2 separate regions of the Sus scrofa genome follow, and region 1 is linked to region 2. Evidence: chromatin contacts called from public HiChIP or PLAC-seq data. All regions are on one chromosome and are shown on one strand. The core of a region is the stretch at or near the end of the contact, and the rest is flanking DNA. Distances in the headings are between cores, read along the strand shown.

Evidence for each region. HiChIP or PLAC-seq counts read pairs in DNA pulled down with a chosen protein or histone mark.
Region 1: a contact with region 2 is called in an H3K27ac HiChIP or PLAC-seq map of skeletal muscle. The contact joins two enhancer-like sites. A contact is called at or near these places in 2 of 5 promoter capture datasets (fetal liver and liver), 22 of 47 Hi-C or Micro-C datasets (alveolar macrophages, blood, brain and 10 more) and 2 of 2 datasets of contacts at active chromatin or transcription factors (alveolar macrophages and skeletal muscle).

The regions. Positions count from the first base shown.
Region 1 is chrX:35,866,443-35,873,565 of Sscrofa11.1, reverse strand. The region is part of intron 1 of BCOR (BCL-6 corepressor); the gene reads left to right. Among named protein-coding and RNA genes, the nearest start is that of BCOR, 21 kb to the left of the region's middle. Within about 2 kb of position 5,020, at least 32 of the 83 cell types and tissues checked have an H3K27ac peak or open chromatin away from gene starts, as enhancers often do. A contact at or near this core is called in fetal liver, liver, retroperitoneal adipose tissue and 1 more, where this site is marked.
Region 2 is chrX:35,822,681-35,829,103 of Sscrofa11.1, reverse strand. The region is part of intron 1 of BCOR (BCL-6 corepressor); the gene reads left to right. Among named protein-coding and RNA genes, the nearest start is that of BCOR, 65 kb to the left of the region's middle. Within about 2 kb of position 3,918, at least 50 of the 83 cell types and tissues checked have an H3K27ac peak or open chromatin away from gene starts, as enhancers often do. A contact at or near this core is called in fetal liver, liver, retroperitoneal adipose tissue and 1 more, where this site is marked.

The DNA.
Region 1 (7,123 bases), core at 3,771-6,270, 43 kb before region 2:
TGCCTGTTTCTTCTGGTAGATGCCATCATATTTCGAAGTAATACAGAGAGTGGCTTCCTCCTAAAGAATCCATAATAACATCGTGTGCTGGCCTCCTGGTATGGTAGAGGAGGATTTGAGTTCTCGGCATCATATTTCCCCATCCCCCCCTCTCACAATGGAACAGTATCATAATTTCTTATTAAATTCATACCCAGTGTTTACTTTGTGACCACATATGTATTGTTTATTGCTGAGGCAAATGAGCTTCAGTGATTACATTTCCTTTCTTGTCAATTTTTTTTCCCCCTGGAGTTAATAATTGCCTCATTTTTTTAATTTGCTTAATTTTCTTTGACCTATGACTAATTTTCCCACACTCTGCAATCTCTGAACGAATCAGCTCGGGACAGTTTTCTCCACGTTCACATCTTGGAGACCATCTGCAAACAGGCTCATCTTTTTTGTTTTGTGTGGGTTTTTTTTTTTTTTTATTACCCCCCCCCTTTTTTTTTGTCTTTTTAGGGCCGCTCCCACGGCATATGGAGGTTCCCAGGCTAGGGGTCCAGTTGGAACTGTGGTGGCCTATACCACAGCCGCAGCAATGCAGGATCTGAGCCGCATCTGCCACCTAGACCACAGCTCATGGCAACGCCGGATCCTTAACCCACTGAGGGAGGCCAGGGATCGAACCCGCATTCTCATGGATGCTAGTCGGGTTTGTTAACCACTGAGCCATGACGGGAACTATTATTCCCATTTTGAAGTCTGAAACCTTTTTAGAAGTTTCTAATCTCCCATTTAGTTTTATTTTCTAAAACCCTTCTTTTTATGAAGTGTGATGGGAGTTTTACTGGCTCCAAAGGTGGGGAGAGGGGAGGTGGTGGTATTGTGTTTGGATGGAAAATTGCATCTCTACCACCCCACTTATGTCAGGAGCTGAGAAATGAATCCAAAGTTCCTGAATCTTGGTATTTCGCTTAGTTTAAATAAACTTTCGCCGTTTTTCCTAAACATCAACCTTTCAGAAGTGATGACTGTTATTCCCTGGAACCCTGGAACTATTCCGTGTTGGCAAATTCTTATCCTCCCCTCCCCGAATTGATTCTACATTTTTAGAAGTAAGGGTTATTTTTAAAATAATTAATTGGCCTTTCCCCAGACCACTTACTGCAGGATTCGAGCTCTTTGTTTACATTCATTCCACGTTGCCTTTTATTTGTGTTGAGTTAGTCATTTATAAGTCTGTCTTCCCACCTAGATTGTAAATTACTTGAGGGCCAAGGGTGTCTTTTTTAAAAAATCACTTCTGTCCTTTTGGATTCCCCTAGGACCTAACCCAGTGCCTTGCCCTTCGCAAGCTCTCCATGAACGCATGTGGCACAGGGGCTAAGTACAGTCTTCTCCAATCCACTTCCCTTAAAGAGGGGTAACTTTAACATCCTCTCCTGCCCCCCAAAGCGACTCAGAGACCCCCGAACGGCGGCGGGGGCAGTGCCGCGGGCCTCGCCCCCGGGGAGGACAGCAGCCCAAACTCCCAGCTGCGTGACAGGCCGCTGGGCCGCTGGGCGCGGGAGCGGTGACAACGCGTGGCCCGTTGCAGGAGCCCGGGAACACGAGGTCGTTTCCAGGGATTCAAATCCGCGCCGGCCTAGCGGCCAGGGGCGACTACGGGCCGCGCTTTGACCAGGCACGGCCGCCCCGGGCCAGGGGTCAGCCGTGACCCGCTGCGCCGAGGGGCGCCGGGAAGGCCCGCGAGGCCGCCTCGGGCCGGCCTGCGGCTCTGCGGTCCCACCGCCGGGGGCAGCGCCGCCCGCGCCAAGATGGCGGCCGGCGTGCAGCCCGCGCCCGGGGGAGAGGCGGGCGCAGCCCCCGGGAGCCGGCGTGCGTGGCCGGGGCCCCCAGCGGGAAGGCCGCTCCTCCGGGGCCCACGGGACCCCCGGGGACCCAGGCCTGCCCCTTCCCCAGACAGGCTCCCTTCCCGGCGCCCTACCTGGACGGGCCCTGAAGGGATGCGCTGTCGCCCAACTCCCCCTGCCTCGGGTTGGCGGGCTGGCCCTGGCTGAGATGAGGGCTGCGCGAAGGACGGCTGCCGGTCTAGAAACGGTGGACAGAGAACCAATGGGCAGCACCCGGCGCGGGCCTCACACCCAGGCCATTTCCTCCCACCCCGGCAGCTCGCGGGCAAGCCGTGGGACACGTTTGGTGCACAGCTGCACACGCAATACCCGTGACTGCAGGTCGCGGGGCGTGCCCTGTTAAGATGCAGGGCCCAGAGCTCTAGAAATCCAGAATGTCTTGGAAACTCGGGTGCATCTGGTTGGGAAGTCCATAATATTATCTAGGAAAGGCTACAGAATGTGTGCCGCCCATCACATTTGCTGTGACATCGGTATGCGCACTGTGTAGGCTGCCTCCCTCTTAGGACACTCCAAAACCTGAGGTCCAATTTACCAGAAATGGCATTGATGAATGCGGTGCATTCTGAGTGATCTCGCCTCGGGCTCAGGTTGGGAGGTCAGAAAGGCCACTCTAGGGAGTAGCTGATGCAGGTAGAATCACAAAGGTAGGAATGGGAGAAGTACTCGGAAAAGCTTCCCATTGCCCTGTGTAAACTGCGGGCTGACACCTCCCACTGGTTCAAGGTTCCATCCAAAGTTTGCATGTGGCTTATCAGCTCAGCGTGAGAAGCTGAATGTGAACTTTTTGGTTTTGTTTTGGTGAAATAAAGTCATTCTGCATAACGTTTGCACCAGCTTGTTATTCTCATGGAGAAGCACTTCTGCTTCTCCACCCACCCAGGCAGCAGCCACACCAGCCTTTCTTTGCTTCTTCAGCTCCTCTATTAATTACCTCTCTCTTGCCTCAGTTTAGGCAGCCCCCGGTGCTTTGTTCAAGTACAGCAATAAACCCAAGACTGGGCCTAATCCTCCCTGGTCCTGACCTTCCTTCTAGAGGGCCTGGTGCCTGGTGGGGCCTCCTGCCCTCCCCTAACTGATTAGGGCCAAGGATGCCGCTTGTTGTGTTTGTGTGTGGTTTTTTTCCTCCCCTCGGCACACTTGTTGGTACTTTTCAGACAAATGGCTTCACAAAAAAAAAAAAAAAAATTGTATACGAGCAAAACTTCAAAGCGGTCCTTTGGAGTCAGGCCTGCACAAGCTGGGGGTCATCCTGCCGAGGAGCCAACTATCTGATTTCTGAACGGTAGCCGCGCCAACGGGTTACTGCTATCCGAATTCCTCTAGTAGCGCCAGCTTGAGTGGCCTGGGCGCACCCACCCGCAGCCCTGTCCAGCCCCCCGTGCCCTTTCCGGGAGGCGCAGTAACCATAAATGGTGCGACAGGCGGCCGGCCGAGCTGGTTCGGTGACGACTCCCTGGAGACCGCCGCCTCGAGCGGCAGGCCCCATCTGCAGTGCAGCTGAACGAGTTAAGCTGCCCCAAGTGTGAGCAGCCCGGGGTGGGGCCTGGACGAGAGAGAACCAACGGGAGCTCTGAGCAGCCTCGGCCTGCGGATCCCCCAATTACAGAACTGGAGGAGCCTGCCTGACTCCCCTTCTCTCGAAGGGATGCATGAGAGGCTTGCGATGGGGCCCGGGCGAGGCTGCGCTGGGGACCTTGGAGTTGCAAGGGGGATGCACCTTCCAGAGCCCCTAGGCGAGTAAGGAGCTTCTGCACTGAACTAGCAGTGAAAAGCTGCAGCACCCGACCCTCAGTCTCCTGCGGCCGAGATGAGCCTATGATACTGGCAGGCAAGGGAAGGCGGCTCTCTGCGCAGCCTCAGGTGCGCTAAGGTTAACTCGCTACCTCCGGGACAGCCCGCCCGGCAGAGCGGCCTCTGCCCTCCGCCCTCGGGCGCCGGCGGGATCCTGGGCAGCACCGGCCACCGCCCCGAGACTGCTGGGCTCAGCCCAGCGCAGCTCCGCCACGGCCTCACAAAGGCCCTGTGCGGCTGCAGCACACGAGGAGCGGCCACGACTCTCAGATCTTTAATTACGCCCCTACCCTTCCCCCCACCCCATTGCCGGCTTCCAGCCCTTTAATCAATTTCACGATATTAAATATTAATTTCCCGCCAGCCAGGCTTTCTCGAAGGAGGGGGAGGGGACGGGCAGGGCAGATCCGAGGAAGGGACGGCTTTGTAGGGTGTGACCGGGATAGTAGGGCGTGCTGGCTCCTAAGTGACCTGCGCGAGGAACTCGGAGCCACCGTGTCTGTGCTTTGCGGCTGGGGAACTTGGAGAGTTATGAACGCCGGGTGCAGACCTCCGGGAGGGGCAGCTAGGTGCGCCGAGAGCCCAAGTGCGCAGGGCGACAGCCTTCTGTTCCGCACCCCCGCCCCCCCGCCCAAGCCCCGAGTGAGCCTCACGCGGCCCCGCGGCGCGCAGCGATGATGGATCGCGCCTGGCGGGGGTGATTTGGTGTTGATCGCACATTATCACTGGCAGGTTGGACTGGTTGCTGATGGACGACTTCTAGCGGCGGCAGCAGCAGCGTCTTCAGACACCGCGCGGGGACTTGCTTGCTCTGCGAGGGTCTCTCATTCCCTCCCCGCCCCACTTTCCAGAGACAGGAGGACCTGAGAGTCCGAGTGGGGTCTTCCAGCACCCAGGGCCGCCAGCCCCCGTCCGGGTCCTGGTGTGGGCCGAAGGCCGGGCGAGGAGGGGGGCCAGGACGCCTCTCCCACTTCCTCCCATTCCTCCTTCTCTTGCCGCCTGCCCCCCCTCTTCCTTCCGGCTTCCCCATCGTAACCAAGAGGGTCTGGGTCACTCCCCGTGTGGTTTCCCCGCCGCCCGGTCCAGGCCATGGTGGGGGGCGGGCCGAGCTCCCCCGCCCCACGGCCCCCGCCCCTCTCCCGGGGCTCGCAGCATCGCCGCGCTGCGGTGCGCCCCTCCTCGCCTCTTTTTCTAAAGTGCCTGCAGATACAAAAGCGGTTTCGTAATGCCTTCCGTCTGCGAGAGCCGGAGGACCTTGGCTGACCTTTCGGAAACTGATTGCAACTGCCTGTTAACAGCCCGTACTGACCGCACCGAGCGGAGCGGAGGACAATCATTTAAGTGACAGACGGCGAGGTGGCCTCGGCTCAGTCGAGCGGCCTGGTTAAGCCCGCCCCGCCCCTCCCCCCCGAGTCCCCCCTCCTTCCAGCCCCGGGCGCACTGCGGGCTGTGGCGGGCGCTCCGGCGGGCGGGGAGGGCGCGCCGCGCGCGCGTGTGTGTGACTCTGTGTGTGTGTGTGTGTGTGTGTGTGTGTGTGTGTGTGTGCGCGCGCGCGCGCGTGTGTCCGCGATTACCGGCCGACGGGTTAACCCTTAGCCGAGCGGCCGGCCCCTTTGAGACCGGACGCTGCTGGCTTAATCTGCCATCTGCAAAAGAGGAATAAAAGGGCCGCCTCCGCCGACTTTCCCTAATGGGTAAACTGTCCCCTCTCAGCGTGACCGGGGCTGCGTCCCTGCTGCTGCCGAGGAAAGATCCCGACCCTCGGCTCTTCCGGCAAGTCTCCGAGCCCCCTCCCTGCGCCCCCTCCCTCTCCCGCACACAGACACGGACACAGGGGACAGCGCGAGGAGTCCAAGAGCTCGGAGAGACTCTCGGTGCAGTGGACGTGGGTGTTCCCGGTGTTTTCTGTTTTGGGAACTGGAGAAAGGTGGAGGGTGGGCCCGCACTGGGTAAGCGAGGTGGGGGAGGGGAGGCTGGTGACAGGGCACCTCGGGCTGCGCTCGCTCCCTCTCTCGGGAGAGATCGCCAGCTGCTCTCCAACAGGCAGCGCCCTGAAATCTATTTAAAGAGAGGGAAAGGGGAGGAGAACAAAGGGGGAGGAGGGGGGCGGCGAGCGGAGCCTGGGCGAGAGCGAGCGAGCAGGGAGGATCCGCCGCTCCGCGGGCACATCAAGCGCTCACATCTGTACACTCCGCGATCGATGGGGAGAATGGATAATATTTGTCAGCTGCAGACCTTTCTCTTCCCGGTTCCCGGGGAGGGGAGGGGGCGAGGGAGGGGGAGGGGCGGGCAGACCAGGCGAGAGAGGCCGCCTCAAGGACAGCGCGCTTCCCGCTGCAGCCACACGGAAACCCAGAGCCATGAAAGCCCGGGGATTTTTCTCTTATTATCATTATTAATTATTTTTTATTATTCCACAGCAGCCAGCGAACGCTCGGAGGCGCCCCTCCCCCGCTCGCCCGCCGCCTCCCTTTGTTGATTCTCAGCTGCGAGCGCGGCGGGCCCGAGCCGCCGCCGCCGCCGCCGCCGCCGCCGCCGCCGCCGAGCATGATCTGCTCTTGCGCCCTCGGTCGCAGCTGCGGCCCAGGAAGCCGGGGCTGCGTCCCCGCCCCCCACCCCCCATGGCGCGGCAGCCCCCCTTCCGCGCCCCTGCACCCCCCCTCCCTGCCTCCCGCCACGAGGCCAGCCCAGCCTCTTCGATGCTTCTCGCTGCGTCTCCGCATCCCCAACGCCGAGCTGAGGCGCTGGCTGCTGCCGCCCCAAGCCTCTGGCCGCGCGGGGGCCTTCGCCACCCCACCCCACCCCCAGCCCGCGGCGGCTGCACTCTGATGCCGCCGTCCTCACACATGGTCTTCATTTCGCACACTAGCGGCGTGCTTCCTCTCGGCTCCTCTCCTCGGGGCTTTTCGGAGCGAGGAGGGAGGTTTAAAGGAAGTTGGAAACCCAGCGAGCCCAAGGGAAAGGGGGAAAACCCTCGCTGTCGGTCTGAGCTTCCGAGGCGGAGGGGAGCGCCCCAAGGAGGGTGGGGCAGAGCTTGGGTGCCCTCCCCTTCCTTAGGTGCGGGGAAGGGCCAAGTGAGGGGTAGTAGCCGGGGAGGACAGGGAGCTGGAGAGCGAGCGAGCTCTGTGTCTGCTTTCGCTTGTCCCCTCGCCCGCTCGCACCGGCCAGGGCAGAAGTGACCCGCCCTCTCGCAAAGGCACAGCGGGTCTGGGAGCCGATCGGATTAGCGGTCATCAAATGAGACCAAAGACACTTCAGACTGTCCCCCCCATCTTCCGCTCAGGGGAGCTCCCTGGGCCTTTGCCCCCTCTTTCCTCCAAGACTGAAAGCCCGGAGCCGACGCCCCACAGGCCTGGGGTCCGGGCTCACTTTAGTGGGGGGGGGGCAGTGCAGAAAGTTCTAGTAGGGGTTTACTTGTAGCTTTGCGCCCC
Region 2 (6,423 bases), core at 2,669-5,168:
GAGGCTCAGAGGCAGGATGAAAACCATGTGTGTGTGACATCTGGGACCCCAAGAGCCGTTCAAGAAGGGTGTGGTCAGGGGCGGGTGTCTAGTGCTTCCAAGGCTTAGGAAGGCCTGAACCCCCACGCCCCACCCCCTTCTCCAGCAACAAGGAGGTGAAGGTGATCTTGAGTCCTTTCTGCAAAATAGCCAGGGGAGGGTGGATGCTGAAGAGTGTGGATTGAAGAGTGTGATCAATGGTGTATCTTTTTTTTTTTTTTTTTTTTTTTATGGCCAAACCCACGGCATATGGACGTTCCCAGGCTAGGGGTCCAATCAGAGCTGCAGCCGCCGGCCTACACCACAGCCACAACAATGCAGGATCTGAGCCGCGTCTGCCACCTACACCACAGCTCACGGCAACACCGGGTCCTTAATCCACTGAGCGAGGCCAGGGATCGAACCTGCAACCTCATGGTTCCTAGTTGGATTTGTTTCCGCTACGCCACGCCAGGAACTCTTTTTTTTTTTTTTTTTTTTTTTTTTTTTTTTTTTGTCTTTTTTAGGGCTGCACCCATGGCATATGGAAGTTCCCAGTCTAGGGATTGAACTAGAGCTGCAGCTGCCAGCCTGCACCACAGCCACAGCAGTGCCAGATCCCTAACGCACTGAGCAAAGCCAGGGATCGAACCCCAGTCCTCATGGATATTAGTCGGGTTCGTTACCACTGAGCCATGGTGGGGACTCCTAAATGCTGTATCTATATAGTGCAGTTCCAGGAGCCTTGGCAAAGACAGAGCCCATCTCCAAGTGCTGAAACAGAAAGTGATCAGTAAGATGTAGCAGTTTCATAGGTGAAGTAAGGAAGGACTTGTGCTGTGGTGTGTTTCCATTTCTGAAGATAAAGTGTGGGGGGGGTGCTCCCCAGCAGAGTTGAAATGTTTCATGCACCTACAAATATGTGTCTGTATCCCCCCTACTTGTTTTTTACACAAACTGTAACATACTCAAATTGTAACATGCTCTACATCCGGTGTGTTGTTTTTCAGTAACAGTAGACTTTAGGGCTTTTTCCTCATCAATGCTACAAAGCAGTTCTTCTTTAGTTTTAAATAGCTACAGAAGATTCCTGTTGTATGCCTGGACCATACCTATCACTGCTGGACATTTAGGTGGTTTCTAACCTTCCGCTGTTACAAACAAAGCTGCAGTTTATCCCCGTATCTTAGAAGGATATCAAAACTAGCTGATTTTGGAGTTCCCGTTGTGGCTCAGGGGAAGGGAATCTGACTAGCAGATTCCATGAGGACGCAGGTTCCATCCCTGGCCTCGCTCAGTGGGTTAAGGATCCGGCGTTGCCGTGAGCTGTGGTGTAGGTGGCAGACGCGGCTCGGTCCTGCGTTGCTGTGGCTGTGGTGTAGGCTGGCAGCTACAGCTCTGATTCGACCCCTAGCCTGGGAACCTCCCTATGCCGCAGGTACGGCCCTTTAAAAACAAAACAAAACAAAACAAAACTGATTTTTAGAGTGCAGACAAGGTAAGGAAATGGAAATACTACATGGATGTAGACGCCTCTTTTGAGAAGTACAGCTGTGCTGGAGAACAGATAAATAGGGAGCTGGAGAAGGAGAGGTAGGGTCAAGGAAGGGCATTCTAAAGACGGGAGATGCTTCAAGGGAATGAATAGAACAGGGTAATTCAATAAAGAGTGCATGGGGGTGGGGGAGGGAGGCAGCCAGGAAGAGCCTCTGCCAGTGATATTTTAGCAGGTGTAGGAGGATGTCTTAAAATGGTACGAGGCCCTGTGCTGAGTGCTATGGGAACAGCAGGTTGAATGGATAGGCACAGGCCTTCAGGAAGGTTCCACTCCAGCAGGGAAGCTACTATGTTGCCCAAATCAGTTGCAACATTGCTAGAAAGTGGTTGATTCTGTTACTGAGGTACAAAGATCTACAAACATCCCACTGGGGTGCCTGCTGGTGGAGTTTGCTCACATTTCCAGTGATTCCCTGGGTTTCTGATAAACCATTAGCTGGGGGAGAGGAAAATGATATTTTGCCTGAAATTTGTGGGTTTTCCCATAGGGATTAAATGGCATGCCTGCCCTAGAAGGCTTTTTTAAAAAGCGGGAATAAATAAATAAAAATCCCAAGAAGAATTTATATTCCTGATGGCTTTGCTGATGGTCGTGTAAATTGTATATTTAATCAAAGGCACTCGAATGTCTCTCTCTCTCTCTTTTTAACTATTGAAGAGCCATTTAAATGTCAACATAAGTGATTCCCTCCCAAATAGTGCTGTTTATACATTACTTCCCCTAATAGACCATAATGATTCATAAGGAGGCATTTCGCGCCTCTAAATTGTAGGCCTATTGAAATATAAATTAAGATGATAAATAATTTGACCTTACCTGAGAGTACTAAGTATTTACATGTGTCAAATACGAAATTACCCTGAATATCAGGGTCCCTAAAAAGGAAGCCTTCTTCTTCTGGCTGCATGCAATAAATGAAACGGGTTTAGACATTTCCTTTCAGAATGTGGAGGAAAGAGAGGGGCAGACACAAAAGAACGCGCCCGGGACCCGGCCGTCCCCGCCCCCCAGACTTCGCCTTGGGCTGGGGGGGGGGCGCCGGACTCCCTCCCCCGGAGTGAAAGGCGGGTGCCGGCCGCCCCGGCACACCCCGCGCGCCCTCCTCTCCCCCTCCTCCCGCAACGCCGCCGGAGTTGCTAAACATGGAGTTTCTACAGGAACTTTGCCAGGCCGAGCTCGCCGCCCTCCCGGGTCCCCGCAGCGGGATTCACCGAGTCGGCGGCGCCGCGCGGCCTCCCCGCCCCCCACGCGCCTCCGGGGAGCCGCTGACCCGGCGGCCCCCGGCTTCGCGAAAGGCGTTCGGCCAGGCTCAGAAGCCGAGAAGGCGCGGAGCCTCCCGGTCTCCGCGGCCGCCCCTGCCCGGGCCCCGGAGGTGGCAGCTGGGAGCCCTCGGCGGGGCCCGAGCCCAGCCCGCCTTCCAGGCCTGTTTGTTGGCGGCCGCCAGCGCTCGGGGCCCGGGGCTCGGCGAGCTCTCCACTCTCCTGGCCGGGGCCGACCCGCGGGGGTCGCCGAAGCGGCGGAGCAGCGCAGGCCGCGGCGGGCCCAGGCTGGGTGCCTTGGTCGCTCGCGCCGGGTTTTTGTTTTGTTTTGAAGCCCGGCGTGGGGGAGGGGCAGCACCTTGTCAATGAGAAATTTCCTGTTCGCAAGACTCCGCTTGCAGAGTTTCTGTCCTGCCCTTGAACTGACAAGTGGATCTCCGCAGCGCGAGCCCCCGGGAGTCCATCCAGGCGCGCCGGGCGTGCGCGGGGGTGGGGGCGGGGGCACCCGCGCCGCGGCGCCGAGCCCCCCGGGAGCCCGGCGGAGCGGGGCCGACGCCTGCCCTCCCGGTTCCCGGGCGCACCCGTGAGCGCCCAGCCGAGCAGTGACTAATCTGCGGCTCCGGGCCTCTTGGCGCGCAGCCCGGGCTCGCCTCCCGCCCCCTTGTTCCTCCCCCTCCCTGCCGTCCTCCCGGCCCCGCCGCGCCGAGCTCCGAGGAGAGAATCGCGCGGGCCGCCGCCGCGCTCCCAGGAGTGTGGGAAGCGGGTCGAAGCAGGCGGCTCCCTCGCCGTCTCTCCAGTCGCCCTTCTTCTACCCAGGCCCGAGCGCGCGTGTGTGTTTCTTTCCCCGTAAGCACTTTGATCAGCGTTTCCTCAGCGCTGCCGAGGAGCCAGTGCGAACCGGAGCTTTTAACCCCCTGCGTGCCGCCCCACGGTGTGCTCCGTGGGGAGGGCGCCGTAGGGAGACTAGTCGACAGGGGCGCGATCGGTTTGGCTTGGCAAGCCGGAGTCTGGAGGAGCCCGACCGGATCAGAGAAGCCTGCCCAAGTGCGGCAGGCTCTCCTGGGGAGAGCAGGCCCCGAGGCCCGGGGCGGCTCGTTAATGTTCCAGCCTGCCCGGGGGCCGCACAGTAACCCGACCTGCCAGGCGAGGCGAGGTGCGGGCTTGAAAGGCCCGGCAGGCGGAGGCTTCTGGAGGGGCTCTTGAGGCCCTGAGGGGACCCACTTTCACGCACCCTGTCCCCTGGAGCGTGGACGGTTCCCGACCCAGGGTGGGGGCCTCGCGCTCGCCCCGCAGACTCGGCTCTGGCCGCCGCTCCCTCCCCTGGCCAGGCCTCGCCGGGGAGTTAATGATTGATTTACTGGCTCCGCGCGGCCGGCGCCCTCCCAGCTATTTGTCGAAGCTGAGGAGTTGCTGGCGAGCAGCGCAAAGGCCGGGAGAGCGGGGTTCGCCCGGGAAGGGAAGCCGAGCTGCCGACGGGAACGGGCGGCCACTCGATTAGCCCCCACTGAGCGGCTCTAGCCTTGTCCAGGGCGAACCTGCTGGAGGCCCGGGCCCGGCGAAGGGAGCATTGGGAAGCGCCACACGTAAACGGGTTGGCAGCTGGTGATTAGGCCGCCCGGTTTTATGAGTCATAATGGGTCGCCCGCCTGGCCCTCAACCTGCTCGCTGTGGACTCGGCTCGCCGGGGTCCAGGCGGTGGACCGTTCCAGGCCGTGCAGAGGGGGATGCTCTGTAGGGCGCCGGCCGCTCTAGGCGTTGCGCAGGATTTCCTCTCATTTCTCGCAGAAGGCAACACAAACACCCTAAATCAAACCGCTCCGACAACCGAGGGCTCCACACAGACACATCAATAAGGATTTCGCCTCCCGCGTTCGAACGCACTGAAACACTTGTCCTATTTTTATGCAAATGACACCACACAAATAGATCTCGCAGGCCCGGGAGTGGGGCGAGAGGAGGAGGGGCGCCGTCGCCCCAGCCTGGGGGCTGCGAAGGGGGAGGAAGTCCCAAGCCAGCACCCCGGGGCCCGCGCCGGCTTGGGCGCAGCGGGGCTGGTACTGGCCAGGCGGCCCGCCCCGCGCACAGTGGCTCTCTGCCAGCCCCGCCAAGTCGGCCGCGTCCCCAGGCTGCCTGCAGAGGCGGATTAGGGAAAGGAGCGAAGCGAGCCTGTGACTAATCGCGGGGCCTCGGACCGAAGCACCAAGGCCATGTGCGACTGACAGGATCGACACTAGCAGAGGACACGGCGACGCCTCGCTTAATTGCAGGCTTAAAAAATTGCCGCCTGAGCAGCTCCATTGCGGAGCCATGGCGTGCGCTCTGGGCTGGGGAGCGCGCCAGGGGGACCTGCGCTCTCACCCGTGGGAGGGAGGTTTGGCATCTCCTGCATCGAGGGACCTGGCTCTCTCGGCCTGCCCCCACTCTGCAGGGTCCCCCCACCCTGCTTGCGGGACTGAGTGTAGCTGAGCCGACCAGTAGAGTAGGATCCAGCTTCCAGGCCTAGATTTCTGACCCTTCCCCCCCCTGGGGCCCACGTTCCGCCTTTTCACCCTATAAAGGAGGCTATACAGTTGGAGGTGAGCGATTCCAACAAACCCTTCGTATAAAACCCACACACGTGAACCACTCTCTTCTCTTCCCTCCCTTTCCTTCTCCACAGGCTGATACAAAGCCCCGAATGACCAAAGGGAGGGAGAAGCAAGTCGGGCAGGGCTTCAAGGAGCGGCGTCACCGAGTACCAAAACCTAGAGGCCCACAGACACGCACCCTAGGCGCTTCACCCCTGGTCACCACAGTGCCTCTAACCCAGACCTCCTTCCTGGAGCGCTGAGGCCTCTCGGGGGAGAAGGGGGGGAAGCTTCGGCAGGCCGACTGGCCTGTGTTTGAGGGGAGGGTGGAGGGTGGAGGGTGGAAGGCGGGGTGGCGGGGAACCCAGCGAGAGAAGTTTCCACCACGCTCTGGTCGGCTGTTGCCAAAATCCCCGGGCCCCTCCCCCGCCCGCACCGCCTTCCGTTGCCACCACAAGTTTGGTTTCACGAGAGCTCGGGACAAAAGCAAACGTTTTCTATAGACCCCGAAAACAAAGGGGAAAGAGACGCGCGGGGCGGCCGAGAAGCGGCTGCTAGCGTAATGGTGCCGGGCGGACAGCAGAGCATTAGAACTGCAAAAGCCGCGCGGGCGGGAGGAAGTGCGAGGCGGGAGGCGGGAGCGCGGGGAGGGCGGGCGGGGGAGGGGCGCTGCGCCATGTTTCCGTGTCACCCGCCGAGTCGCCGGAGCTGGGCTCGGCCGCCGGCTCCCGCCTGCCTCCCTAACAGCAGAAAGCGTGCGATTAGCAGCCAGACAGGCGGGGACTCCGGGCCCGCGGGGCCGCCGCACACGCCGCCCGCGGCCCGGGCCCGCGCCCCCCCGCCCGCCGGGTAATCATCCTCCTCGCTGCAGCGCTGTGTGCACTCTCATTAGAGCAGGGAGGCTTTTCTCTGCGCACTCGCTCGGCTCCCGCTGGCAAAACAACGCCTTCCCCGGCCGGGCCCAGGGCCAGGAGCGCCGGGGAGGGCGGGACGGGGGAGGGGGGAGTGAGGCCGGGCCAGC